2 separate regions of the Zea mays genome follow, and region 1 is linked to region 2. A link is a contact called in public Hi-C data. All regions are on one chromosome and are shown on one strand. Each heading gives the region's core, a stretch centred on a gene start, on an enhancer-like site or on the middle of the called end of the contact. The rest is flanking DNA. Distances are from core to core; before and after follow the strand shown.

Evidence for each region. A called contact is a pair of places that touch in the nucleus more often than the background predicts.
Region 1: a contact with region 2 is called in a Hi-C map of tassel, with 1.9 times the contacts expected there. The contact joins the promoter of LOC100272876 here to the promoter of LOC110566978 in region 2. A contact is called at or near these places in 5 of 25 Hi-C or Micro-C datasets (ear, leaf and tassel).

Annotation. Positions count from the first base shown.
Region 1 is chr8:1,613,371-1,619,929 of Zm-B73-REFERENCE-NAM-5.0, forward strand. LOC100272876 reads left to right here and starts at 4,514. Exons shown (of 2, transcript NM_001147329.1): 1 at 4,514-4,972; 2 at 5,301-6,327. The coding sequence starts at 4,733. The coding sequence ends at 6,095.
Region 2 is chr8:1,465,429-1,471,970 of Zm-B73-REFERENCE-NAM-5.0, forward strand. It overlaps LOC110566978, which reads left to right and starts at 5,259. Exons shown (of 2, transcript NM_001353021.1): 1 at 5,259-5,413; 2 at 5,512-6,270. The coding sequence starts at 5,305. The coding sequence ends at 6,047.

The sequences.
Region 1 (6,559 bases), core at 3,264-5,763, 150 kb after region 2:
CACTCCTTTCCAAGGTGTGCTTCGCCTTTGGCCTTCTTGTAAACCTTCTTGTTCTCTCTCTTCCCATTTTTCCCTTGCTCCTGGTCACTATCATTTTCGGGACAGTTAGCAATAAAATTACCAAGCTTACCGCATTTGAAGCATGATCGCTTTCCCTTGGTCTTGGCCTTGCTTGGCTGTCCCTTTCGACCTTTTAGCGCCGTCTTGAAGCGTTTAATGATGAGAGCCATTTCTTCATCATTAAGCCCGGCCGCCTCAATTTGCGCCACCTTGCTTGGTAGTGCCTCCTTGCTTCTCGATGCCTTGAGAGCAATGGGTTGAGGCTCGTGGATTGGACCGTTCAACGCGTCATCAACGTACCTCGCCTCCTTGATCATCATCCGCCCGCTTACAAATTTTCCAAGAATTTCTTCGGGCGACATTTTGGTGTACCTGGGATTCTCACGAATATTATTCACCAAATGAGGATCAAGAACGGTAAAGGACCTTAGCATTAGGCGGACGACGTCATGGTCCGTCCATCGCGTGCTTCCATAGCTCCTTATCTTGTTGACAAGGGTCTTGAGCCGGTTGTATGTTTGGGTTGGCTCCTCTCCCCTTATCATAGCGAATCTCCCAAGTTCGCCTTCCACCAACTCCATCTTGGTGAGCATGGTGACGTCGTTGCCCTCGTGAGAGATTTTGAGGGTGTCCCATATCTGCTTGGCATTGTCCAAGCCGCTCACCTTATTGTATTCTTCCCTGCACAAAGATGCTAAGAGAACAGTAGTAGCTTGTGCATTTCTATGGATTTGTTCATTTATAAGCATAGGGCTATCCGAGCTATCAAATTTCATTCCATTCTCTACAATCTCCCATATGCTTGGATGGAGAGAGAATAAGTGACTACGCATTTTGTGACTCCAAAATCCGTAGTCCTCCCCATCGAAGTGTGGAGGTTTGCCAAGAGGAATGGAAAGCAAATGCGAATTCGAACTATGTGGAATACGAGAATAATCAAATGAAAAGTTTGAATTAACCGTCTTCCTGTAGTCGTTGTCGTCGTCCTTTTGGGAAGAAGATGATTCGTCGCTGTCGTAGTAGACGATCTCCTTGATGCGCCTTGTCTTCTTCTTCTTCCCATCCTTACGTCTGTGGCCCGAGCCAGAGTCGTTGGATTTATCATCTTTTGGCTTGTTGACGAAGGACTCCTTTTCCTTGTCGTTGATCACGGTTCCCTTCCCCTTAGGATCCATCTCTTCGGGCGGTTAGTCCCTTTCTTGAAGAGAACGGCTCCGATACCAATTGAGAGCACCTAGAGGGGGGGGGTGAATAGGTGATCCTGTAAAAACTTAACTTATAGCCACAAAACTTGTTACGGGTTAGCACGATAATTGCCAAGTGGCTAAAGAGGAGATAATACAACAATCACAGAGAATTCAACACAGAGGAGACACGGTGATTTATCCCGTGGTTCGGCCAAGTACAAAACTTGCCTACTCCACGTTGTGGCGTCCCAATGGACGAGAGTTGCACTCAACTCCTCTCAAGTGATCCAATGATCAACTTGAATACCACGGTGTTCTTGCTTTTCTTTTCTCAATCCCGTTTGCGAGGAATCTCCACAACTTGGAGCCTCTCGCCCTTACAAAAGATGTTCACAGAGAATCACGGAGTAAGGAGGGAAGCAACACACACAAATCTACAGCGAAATGCGCACACACACGGCCAAGAAACGAGCTCAAAGACTATCTCACAGTTTCTCACAAGAACGGAGCTCGAATCACTTAGAATCACAAACGGATGCGCAAAGACTGAGTGTGGATGATCAAGAATGCTCAAAGGTTGCTTGGTTTCCTCCTCCATGCGCCAAGGGGTCCCTTTTATAGCCCCAAGGCAGCTAGGAGCCGTTGAGAACAAATCTGGAAGGCCATCTTTGCCTTCTGTCGTCGGGCGCACCGGACAGTCCGGTGCACACCAGACAGTGTCTGGTGCCCGATTCCTTTCCTTATTTGGCGAAGCCGACCGTTGCAGATGCGGGAGCCGTTGGCGCACCGGACATGTCCGGTGCACACCGGACAGTCCGGTGCCCCCTTCCGACCGTTGGCTTGGCCACGTGTCTCGCGCAGATCGCGCGGCCGACCGTTGGCCCTGGCCGACCGTTGGCTCACCGGACAGTCCGGTGCACACCGGACAGTCCGGTGCACACCGGACAGTCCGGTGAATTTTAGCCGTACGCCGTCAGCCAATTCCCGAGAGCGGCCTCTTCGGCCGAGGCAGCCTGGCGCACCGGACACTGTCCGGTGCACCACCGGACAGTCCGTTGCCCCAGACCGAAACAGCCCCTTGGCTGTACACAGCCACCTCTTTCCCTTTCTTTTTCTTCCTGTTTCCAATACTTAGACAAGTATATTAGTACACAAAACCAATGTACTAAGACTTAGAAACATACCTTTTCTCTTGATTTGCACTTTATTCATCAATTGCATAAATTCACATTTAAGCACTTGAGTTGGCACTCAATCACCAAAATACTTAGAAATGGCCCAAGGGCACATTTCCCTTTCACAAACGTGACCCTTCTTTGTGGTTTCTATCAAGCATGTTGAGCATTTGGCAGATTTTGAGGCTGGCTTGCGGCTTAGTCTAAGGAGGTTGATCACCATCACCACGAGCCAAGCTTGGGACAACCGCAGAGGAAATAGTTTTGGCTAGGCCTCCTCACATTTGTTCCATGCCTCTAAGCCCATGCGAGGGTGGTTTTGTCTTCTCAAGGTCGCCCTTCTGATAGCGAAGACTCCTTTGGGAGTGGACTATCTATGGGCTACCAAACCTGCAACTAATTTGAAGAGTCAGACAGGTTAATTGAACTATAGTGTCCTAATCACGAGGACTTAAAATATTTTATATTAGACTTTCATCACCTAGTATAAATTATAATGTATTATTGTCATGTAATAGAATTGTAGATCTTAAGTTCTGCCTTGTTATATCTCTACTATATAAAGCATCAGTTTCCATCGTCTCCACCATCGTTGTGCGTCAACACTTTTGAAAAAAACCCTTATATTTCACTGTAATCAACTAGTGGTCCTTCCATTCACCTCAAAAGGCAACTGTTGCAACCCAATCTCGCATCGCATCTTCCATCTCGTTCACCAAACCCTACCCACCTGCTCCCGTGTACGTGAGCGCGCGAGCCACGCCAAGGATGACGATAACCTCATCCAAATGGCCCCACTCGCTCCGGTCGAAGCCGACGTGCCACCGTGCTCGAGGTCGCCCTAGGACAGGGAAGAGAAGCCAAGCACGGGGCGCGCGCCACCGGCCATGCTTTGGCGTGCACCTCCTACCACTCCCTTTGCAGGCGGCTGCACTCGCAGTCATTCTCTTCGCTATCGTGTCCGCCTTGTTGCTCCTTGTCCTCGTCCTCGCCGTGTGTGCCTTCCGCCACCATCGTGGCAACTGCTACCACATCCTATCGCTCGACCATGTCCCTTCGTCGCTGCCTCTCAGCGTCAGGCTCTTGCCTGCCGACATCCGCCGCCTCCTGAGCTTCGCCTTCCCCTCCACGTGTGGCTGCACCGACGATGAGACTGTCATCGACTCTCCCTCATACCCTGTGTGACTTGATGTTGCACGCGTCGAGGAGCGAAGACGTGTGATGTCGGCCTTCACGCACGCGTTCCATGCTGCCTGCGTCGACCATTGGCCCGTCAGGACACTCGTCCTGCGTTGTAAAGAGGAATAGAAGAGGTATGATCCCATAAATCTTTACCATCATAAAGACTTATTATTTTGAATTCCTAAACTTCTTGGTTGCAACATGTTTAGATTGATGTGTTGTAACTTCTACTTGGAACCAATATAATGATTAAGGGCTCTTCGTCCAAATCGTTTGCTAGAGTTACTTATCAAATATGACGGTGTGGTATAACACCGACAGAGCATTGTACTTATAAATATGAAGAAGAAGAAAAATAGACAAGTACGGAAAAAAACGAGAACGAGACCAAGCGAATTGGGAGCGGCGCGGCAGCCAGAGTCATCTGGAAGGTTCGATCGCCTATCGCAATAGAATTCTAACCGCTGAGTTTTGGATTATTTTTCTTACTCTAGGGCACATATTGTAGTCGTCGGTGCCTAATCTCGGCAGAAACAAGATTGATCACGCATATCTGGGCCAGGCTTACCCATGTCGGTGTCTAAGAAATAACACACAGAGGAATTCACTATCGCGACAGTGACATCCCTCTGTACGTTATTTATAATAATATTTGGATCAAAATATTTATAATAATATTATGTATTTATATCGTTATGTATCTATGTTTAATCACGGATTTTGTCGTCATCATTATAATCATGTTCCGTGACATCGCACGGACAAGTACCTAGTATAATGATTAAGGGCACTTCGTCCAAACTGTTTGCTAGAGTTACTTATCAAATATGACGGTACACCGAAAGAGCATTGTACTATAAATATGAAGAAGAAGAAAAATAGACAAGTGTGAAAAAAAGGAAACGAGAACGAGACCAAGCGAATTGGGGGCGGCGCGGCAGCCAGAGTCATCTGGAAGGTTCGATCGCCTGTCGCCTCGCCGCCATCCATTCCTTCCCTTGCGCCCGAAGAAAGACACGGAAATTCCCCCCAACTGATAAAAGGACCATGGTACTCGCAAAGCGATAGGAAGCCACCGAAGGAGAGAATTGGATAGCAGAGAGTTTGCGTGTGACTGTGGAAGCAGAGATGGGGTCCGGCATGAGCCGCGGCCGGCGGCGCGGTTTCGGCGCAGGGGCGTCGGGAGGGATGCTCCCACTGCTGGCGCTTCAGGTTCTGATCGAGTACGGCCGCGCGGGCGCCTCTCGGCCGCCCGTGACGGCGGCGTTGCTCGCCGGCAACGCGCTCATCTATCTCCGTCCCGGGGCGCTCGACGGGATCCTGCCCTCTGTCACACGCGTCTCCTTCAATCCGCGGCTCATCGTCGAGGTACCCAATCTTACCTACTCATCCGTAGCGCAGTTAGAAAACGAAATTCCTGTACACGTATCGAAATCCCACCCCTGTTTTTCTGTTGATCTGCGAGACCGCGACTTGCAGCAGACTTGCAGTTGTTGGGGGTATGTGGTAGACAAGGGGGAAGAATAACCGCCACCAATAATAATGAGATTGGTCCACTTACAAATTTGCTACTACACCATCGCCCCCAATGATTCCCCATAGCAAATCACACATATAGGCATAGCACATAGCAGTGTATTCAGTTGACCAGTTCTAAGTTCGCAAACTAACTAACTGTGATTTAACACTTTTGCAGAATGGCGACTTGGTGCGCTTCTTCTTGTCACCATTCTACCACTTGAGCGAAAGCCACCTGTTCTACAATATGACATCGCTCCTATGGAAGGGTATTCAGCTTGAAACATCCATGGGTAGTGTCGAGTTCGCTTCCATGGTTGCTGCATTGCTTGGGCTGTCACAGGGCATCGCGCTGCTCTTGTCCAAAGGCCTACTCTTGCTTGGTGATTATACTGCGTACTACGACCAATACGCGGTTGGGTTCTCTGGTGTTCTGTTTGCCATGAAGGTTGTGCTGAACGCCTGGTCAGAAGATTTTGTCTATCTGCATGGGATGGTCATTCCGGCGAAATACGCTGCCTGGGCTGAGTTGATCCTCATCCAGGTCTTCATTCCTGGCACATCTTTTCTTGGCCATCTCAGTGGAATACTTGCTGGATTGGTTTACCTTTGGCTGAAGCGGGCGTTGAATGGGCCAGATCCCCTCACTCTTCTGGTGTCAAGCATTACCAAAGTCGTGACCTGGCCAGTAAGATTTGCGCAGAATCTTCTATGGTCTGCCCATCCACAGGGACGCTTTAGAGGCCGGGGCAGGGTTGGGCGCCGGCAATCAGCAAGAGATACTCCTCGAGGTCTATGGAGATGCCCAGCCTGCACCTATGACAACTCAGTTTCCACAGATATCTGTGAGATGTGCAGCACTGCACGAGAGGACCATGATTTTTCGCTGAGGCAGTATCATCAGGCTGGAGGTACTGGAGAACTCACAGTTGATGAGATACGCCGAAGGAGGCTGCAAAGATTCGGTAGATGATGTAAATCCATTGTTATCAGCACACTTTGTGCGGCGCTGAACGAAGCTCTATATGAGTATGTATGATAGCTCCATTCCTCTGCTACATAGCGTAGGCATATTTGGTTCTTCTCGTGATGGAGAATGCTTTACATTATTGAATTGTTTCTCATTTTTGAAGGAGACAGTTACTGATGTAATTTTAGGTACTTCAAAGCCATAGAAGTATAGTAATACAAATTATCAAGGGCATATATAAATGATTGCGCTAATCTGTGCGCCGCGTTGTTTATTATTCAAAGATCCGGGCAAACTCCTTACTACTGAGCATGATCTTACTACCAACTAGAATCTCATATGCACTCACGTGTGTGTATCCTGTTGAATGAATTTAATGCAAGTTGCGGCACATTTTTAGTAGTAAATATCCACTAGAATATGATCTCGTAGTACTAGAAGATAAAATTTGCTTTGTTTTTTTGTTT
Region 2 (6,542 bases), core at 4,009-6,508:
TACACCGCTATCATCATCGAGCAATCAAATTCGCCCACAAATTGTGCAATCACACCCAAGTAAATAATACTAGCAGATTGCACAAAATTATTCAATAATATAGAGATGCAACGATTAACTCACAACACGTAGATTGTCTACGTGGGAAGACCAGCTCAGCGAACACAAGGTTCTGTCCCAGAAAACCAATTCCGCCGCCCACGTCCGGACCTACACGGCGGGAGGTTGACGGAGATACTAGAGCCGCTGTCGGAGCCGAGGGAGACGTCCACGGCACCAGCCCGAGAAGAGGAACACCGCGCAGCATGGAGCCCTAGCACCAGGCCACGGTGGACAAAGACCAGAGAATCAACGAGCAGCACCAAGGCACGACATCAACAGTGCCACAATTACTAGTAAAATATTCATTCGAATTAACTTAACAACTAACCATTAAATATTTTTCTGTAATTAGGTTAAACAAACTCGTATATTAAAAATGCACGTTAATTGCTAAATTAACTGCACAATAATCAATATTTATTTGTTTAATAAAGATAAATATTGTGGATGTTCCACAAAAATTAGACTGGTTTTGTTCGGCGGAGACCAGAGCGTGGAAGAAATGAAACGAACATATGGATCGTGCAGAAGAGCCGAGCGAAAATAAGGCTCTCTTTGGTAGGGCTCTTCCTTTACCAGCTACAGCTCTGGCTCTGACTTCTCTGGAAAAATAGCTCCATCTTTATTTTTAGGAAGAGCATCTTGTTTTGTTGTAAACGTAGGTGTCCTTGTGTAGCTTCTCGTGCGACATGAGTTCGGGTTCGACGAAGAGGAAAACGTGGAAGATGAGTCGGTAGAAGCTCCCTTTTCTGACTCCTAGCTCCTATTATTTTTTATCGGCAGTGAGAATAGGCGCAAAGTGTAAGATTGTGTAATTCATCTAATTTTGTATTGTCAGCGATATGAAAATTATTTCGGTCACTGAAGTTCTTTTGTTTGTTTGTTGTTATGTATTCCTGGTTAAAGTCGTTGCGCGGATCCACCCTTTTTTCTTCTGCCGGACGTCACTTTCGACATCACGCTTTTTCGGCGCATAGAGGATCGATGCAGACAAAGACAGAGACAGGAGGCAGCTAGCTAGCAAGCTTCTGCGCGACGACCAGATTATAAATAAATGTAATAACGTCTATCCGTACGTTTTGTTTAGTCAACTAATTCAACAAACTCCATGCATTATTCGCAACACCGCTGTAGCAGCAACATATGGCTCGTCAGAAAACAGGTCTAGAATATAGTGTATATGTACGCTTAAACACAGTACAAGAAGTGTAAATTTATGGCAAATAGGGCATATATATATATATATATATATATATATATATATATATATATATATATATATATATATAGGGAAGAGGTAATGGAAGCCCTGGGCTTCCCCTACTAATGGAAGCCCCAGCCAGGACGTGGTCGGTCCAGCACTCACGTGCATGCTTGCTCAGCCATGCAATATACGCATGCATATGTATATGGATAAAGATGCGTAAACCATGCATAAAGGAATCTTTTGACGCCCGAATCACGTGGAACGAATATGACATTGTGGACAGCGTTTACGACTACATAATGACTTGTACTTGACAGCATAAATCATGTAATGTGGTTCTGGTTCTGGCTCGGGCGGATTCCAGCGTAAACCGTGAGCTAAAACAGCGTAAATGATTACGAATTTTAGCGTAAATCGTAGATCTGTTTCGAAACGGCGAATGTGGCCCGAAAATTACGGCGTAAAAATCTCGCGCGTCCCATCGTGATCGGGTTCTGACTCGGACATATTTTAGCGTAAAACATAAACCAAAACAACGTAAATGATTACAAATTTTAGCGTAAATCGTATGTTTCGAAACGGCGAATGCAGTCCGAAAATTACGACGTAAAAATCTCGCACGTCCCATCGAGATTGGGTTCTGACTCGGGTAGATTTTAGCGTAAAACATAAAAAACAGCGTAAATCGTGTATCTATTTCGTAACGGTGAATTGGGCCCAGAAATTACGACGTGAAAATCTCGCGCGTCCGATCGTACACGGGTTCTGACTCGGGTAGATTTCAGCGTAAAACGTGAACCAAAATAGCATAAATCATCGATCTGTTTCGTAACGACGAATGGGGCCTAAATTACTGCGTGAAAATCGCATGCGTACGATCATGCGCAAGTTCTGGCTCAGTCAGATTTAAACGTAAAACATGAACCAAACCAACACAGTGTAAATGAGTATGAATTTTAGTGTAAATCGTCGATCTATTTCATAATGGCAAATGTGGCCCCACATGAGGTTGTTGCAAAACACATCAATAAATGTCATAAATTAAAGTAAAACATATCAATATATGTGATAAATTGGTGAAAAGGCAACACGTGATTTGAGGTAATTATAGCATAAAATGCAAGCTAACCATCTACAGAACAAATGTTTCAGATTTTACAATAAGATACAAGAGATAATTATTCTTGTACTCAACTATGAGAAGTACATCTTCTTTTGGCAAGGCTTTCATAAAATAGTACGTAGTCATCATCAGTGTTACCACTGAACTTCTACGTTCAGTGCTCTGAATTAATGCAATAAAAAAGAATTAATAAGGCGTATTTGAGGTGGTATATGTATGAGTACATGATGAACTGCACAGTCCAAATACTCAGCTGACTTCAAGAAGAGATCGACAATGCCTTCCCTACTCCCTGCATGCAACCACGGGTTTTATGTTGTCATCAGTCGTCACAGTGCACCAATTGTAAAATATTTAGATCATGTAGCAGGTTTATATGGAGTGTTTGAAATAAAAAATATATTGTACCTCCAAAAAAATGCAGGTGAATAGTAGCATTACGAGTAAATCGTTGGGTTGGAGAGTTTGTGGGATCACCGTCCCATCCGGAGCCATCATGTAGTCAATCATCTCTACAAACGTATCAATGAGTTCAAGTTGTTTCTGTGCAATTTTCTAGTGGCTTTGTTCACGCTATCACAATATTGGTCAATCTCTGTTGTACTGAGTTAAAATTTCATTGCCTGCATGTACGAAGCTTCTGATCTGCATAAATTGCATTGAAATACTATGTAAATAACTATCGACATATATTAGAATGATACAAATTTGTGAATGAAATTTTTTAATAGTATAAAATTAACATTTCTCTATATTGAATGCGGGGTATATGGTTCATGGAGACCCAACTACAGTAGTACAACTGCAGTGGAGGAATACACGAAGTCCAATTTTTCTAGAGAAATCATGCGCTACAGCATTAGTGGTAGTGACATCTGACGATGCAGTCTGTCCATCCAAAATATTCAATATATGAGATGACACGCAAATGCATACTCCCTCCATCCTATAGAAACTATTATTTTTAGATTGGTTAACTGCATATATCACAGAGTACGATGGATTAAGATACTCGTGTTACAAGCCTTAATGGTCTAACTCATGTATAAAAAGTCAATTGAGTTTGCATGAACTTGTTTGTTTTGCATCAGTGGTCGTGAGTAACGATTTCTGAATCGTAAATGCAAACTGAAGGCATAGATTTGCAGCAACTCACATTGTATGCAGCACCAAAAATTTATTTGGACAAAACAACAAACAGGTGCCGAGCGTTTTTGGTCCTCCTTTTGCATGATCTGTATATATACGATTATCCATCACCATTCAACCACGCAGAGTTCTCAAATTTGCTCGATCGAAAAACATAAAAATGATGAACCAGGTGGTCTTAAATTCTAACTGAGCTATGCCATTAAAAAAGATAAGTAAACAAACCAGGTGGTTGACAATGTTGGAGCCAGAGGTGTTCCCCCGCGAGTTATAGAACCACTTGCGGCAGGAGGGCACGTTGCACCTAGCCACGCATGCAGGATTATGGATCCCACAGTACCGGCAGGCGTGTTCCACGAAGTCTCCCTGCCGTAATCATACCCGTCCTCTCCGACGCAGGCTCCAACAGGATCCTCGAAGCTGAGTGCGGCTACCCCAGAGGCGAGCCCATCTGCCGCAGCCAACGAGCGCGCCTTGGAGGCAGACCGCGGCGACAGCGAGGAGGAGGCCGGTGGGGTGGGGACGTCCAAAGACGTGACATCGGGTTCAGCGGAGGCCACGTCGGAGGGCGGCGGCGGCGGGGTCCTCCGCCACCACCATCCCCATGGGCTCGCCGCAGTAGCTGGGTGGATCTGGATCTGGGCAGAGCGGTGGTTTGAGGTGCTTCAGATCGGGGAATGGGGCTCGGCAGCCGCCGCCGCTGAAACTCTAGTCCTCTCGGGCAAAGCAGTCGTCGCGGTCGGTTTTATATGATAGTACAGGAGGCGGTTTCAGACAGTATGACAAAATAAACGTAAACTTGTGTACAACAAAGCATAAAAGTCTGTTGGCGTTATATTAAATGGATCAGATGGTGCATCTGAAACATCTTGTGGGCTGGTCGGGTGAGGGTCAGGGCTTTCTCTAGTTAGAGAGAGCCTAGGGCTTCTAATACCTAAACTATATATATATATATATATATATATATATATATATATATATATATATACACACACACGCATGCATGTACTCCTCCTACTGTTCTCCTCATATATCCAGCTCAGTTTGGCCAACCTAATCTTCCATTATACGCGTACAGAGATCAATCAGTCTGATCTCTCATAATACTGTTACTACCACCACTCGCATGTAACGTGATCCTGAAACAATCTCCTGGAAAATGGTACTGGCTGCCATGCATGTGCTAGGCCTAGGAAGCCAACTGGTTTGTGCTCCATCGCATGTGCGATCGAGGACCGTGCAATTAGGGCGCTGTCTCCCCGCATCCAAGGTAATTAATTAATGGCATGACTTGGGAGGACCAAGGCGCCACGCGAGGACGGACGTCATACGGAGCGAGAAATTACGCGTAGATAGATGGCGAAACCAAGGCGGACGACGAAACTAGAAGCGGTGGCCCCCAATAATCACCGGGCATGTTGTGTAGCAAGCAGTTCACCCATGCAGCCACGCTGCTTAATTAACACTATCTCGAATTCTCGATGCTCCCATCTTAACAGACGGGAAGCTGGCGTCTTGTGATCGTGTTTGTCCTTGCAAGTTCTTTTCCTACCCCGGCCGGCCCGTGGTCGCCTTCCCCGGTGGTTCCAGAGCTCCAGTCACAACGACTGGTCACTCTCCCTTGCCTATAAGTACAGGCCCCTAGTGTGATCGATCCATTTCATCAGCAGCATTACCCATCGCTCGCCAACGTGCAGACTAAGGAAGCACTGACCGGCCGGTCATGGCGAGGATCCACCTCTACGTCGTCGCCGCGGCCTGCGCCGTCGCCCTCGCGCTCGCCGGCGACCCGGACATGCTCCAGGACGTCTGCGTGGCTGACTACGCTTCCCGTGAGTGTTTCTTGCCACTACTTCATCCTGGAACTGGTCTCTGTTGCCCCACTTGCTGTGCTGCTCCTGCTGACCCATGCCGGCCGCCATGCGTGCAGCGGTCAAGCTGAACGGGTTCCCGTGCAAGGCGAACGTCTCGGCGGACGACTTCTTCTTCGACGGGCTGAGGAGCCCGGGCAACACCAACAACCCGGCGGGCTCCGCGGTGACGGCGGCCAACGTGGACAAGTTCCCGGGGGTGAACACGCTGGGCGTCTCCATGGCGCGCATCGACTACGCGCCGGGCGGCCAGAACCCGCCGCACACGCACCCGCGCGCCACCGAGATCATCTTCGTCCTCGAGGGCACGCTCGAGGTCGGCTTCCTCACCACCGCCAACAGGCTCCTCAGCAAGACCGTCGCCACGGGGGACGTCTTCGTCTTCCCCCGCGGCCTCGTCCACTTCCAGCAGAACAGGGGGCACGGCCCCGCCGCCGTCGTCGCCGCCTTCAACAGCCAGCTCCAGGGCACGCAGGCCATCGCCATGACGCTCTTCGGGGCCACGCCGCCCGTGCCCACCGACATCCTCGCCAAGGCATTCCGGGTCGGCAGCGGGGAGGTCGAGCACATCAAGGCAAACTTCGCACCCAAGTAGACGACGACCAGGCAGCGTGTCTGCATTTGTTGGTTTCTCAATAAATATCCCGCGGCAACGATTATATTGCTCGGTCGATGTATCGTGTCGCAGCGTGCAGTTTTCGATTTGTTGTTCTTCGTTTTGAGACGACATTGCTGACCACGCTAGTTCTTGTTGCTGCTAATTTGTGTGGAGCCACTGCTTGTCCTCCAATAAATAACATGATCAGCCCTTTAGTTTTATGGCTTGCGTAGCTTTCACTTGCTTCATGTTAAGTACGTCCGGCAAATCATGATATAAACAGTGCTTATTATATGTGTGCTTGCAAATTGTTTGAGAAATTAAGACATATACCCGCTAATTGGTTGGCTGAGCACAGCAAACCAGACGGGCGCGAGCCTCTTCGGCCAGGTAAGCTAATTTTGGTCGTATAGGCAGATGCAACTAAATAGCTTTGAAATGGCTTGTTTTGTATCCACCTATACAGCCTGTGTCTTCTACGTGTAGACACTC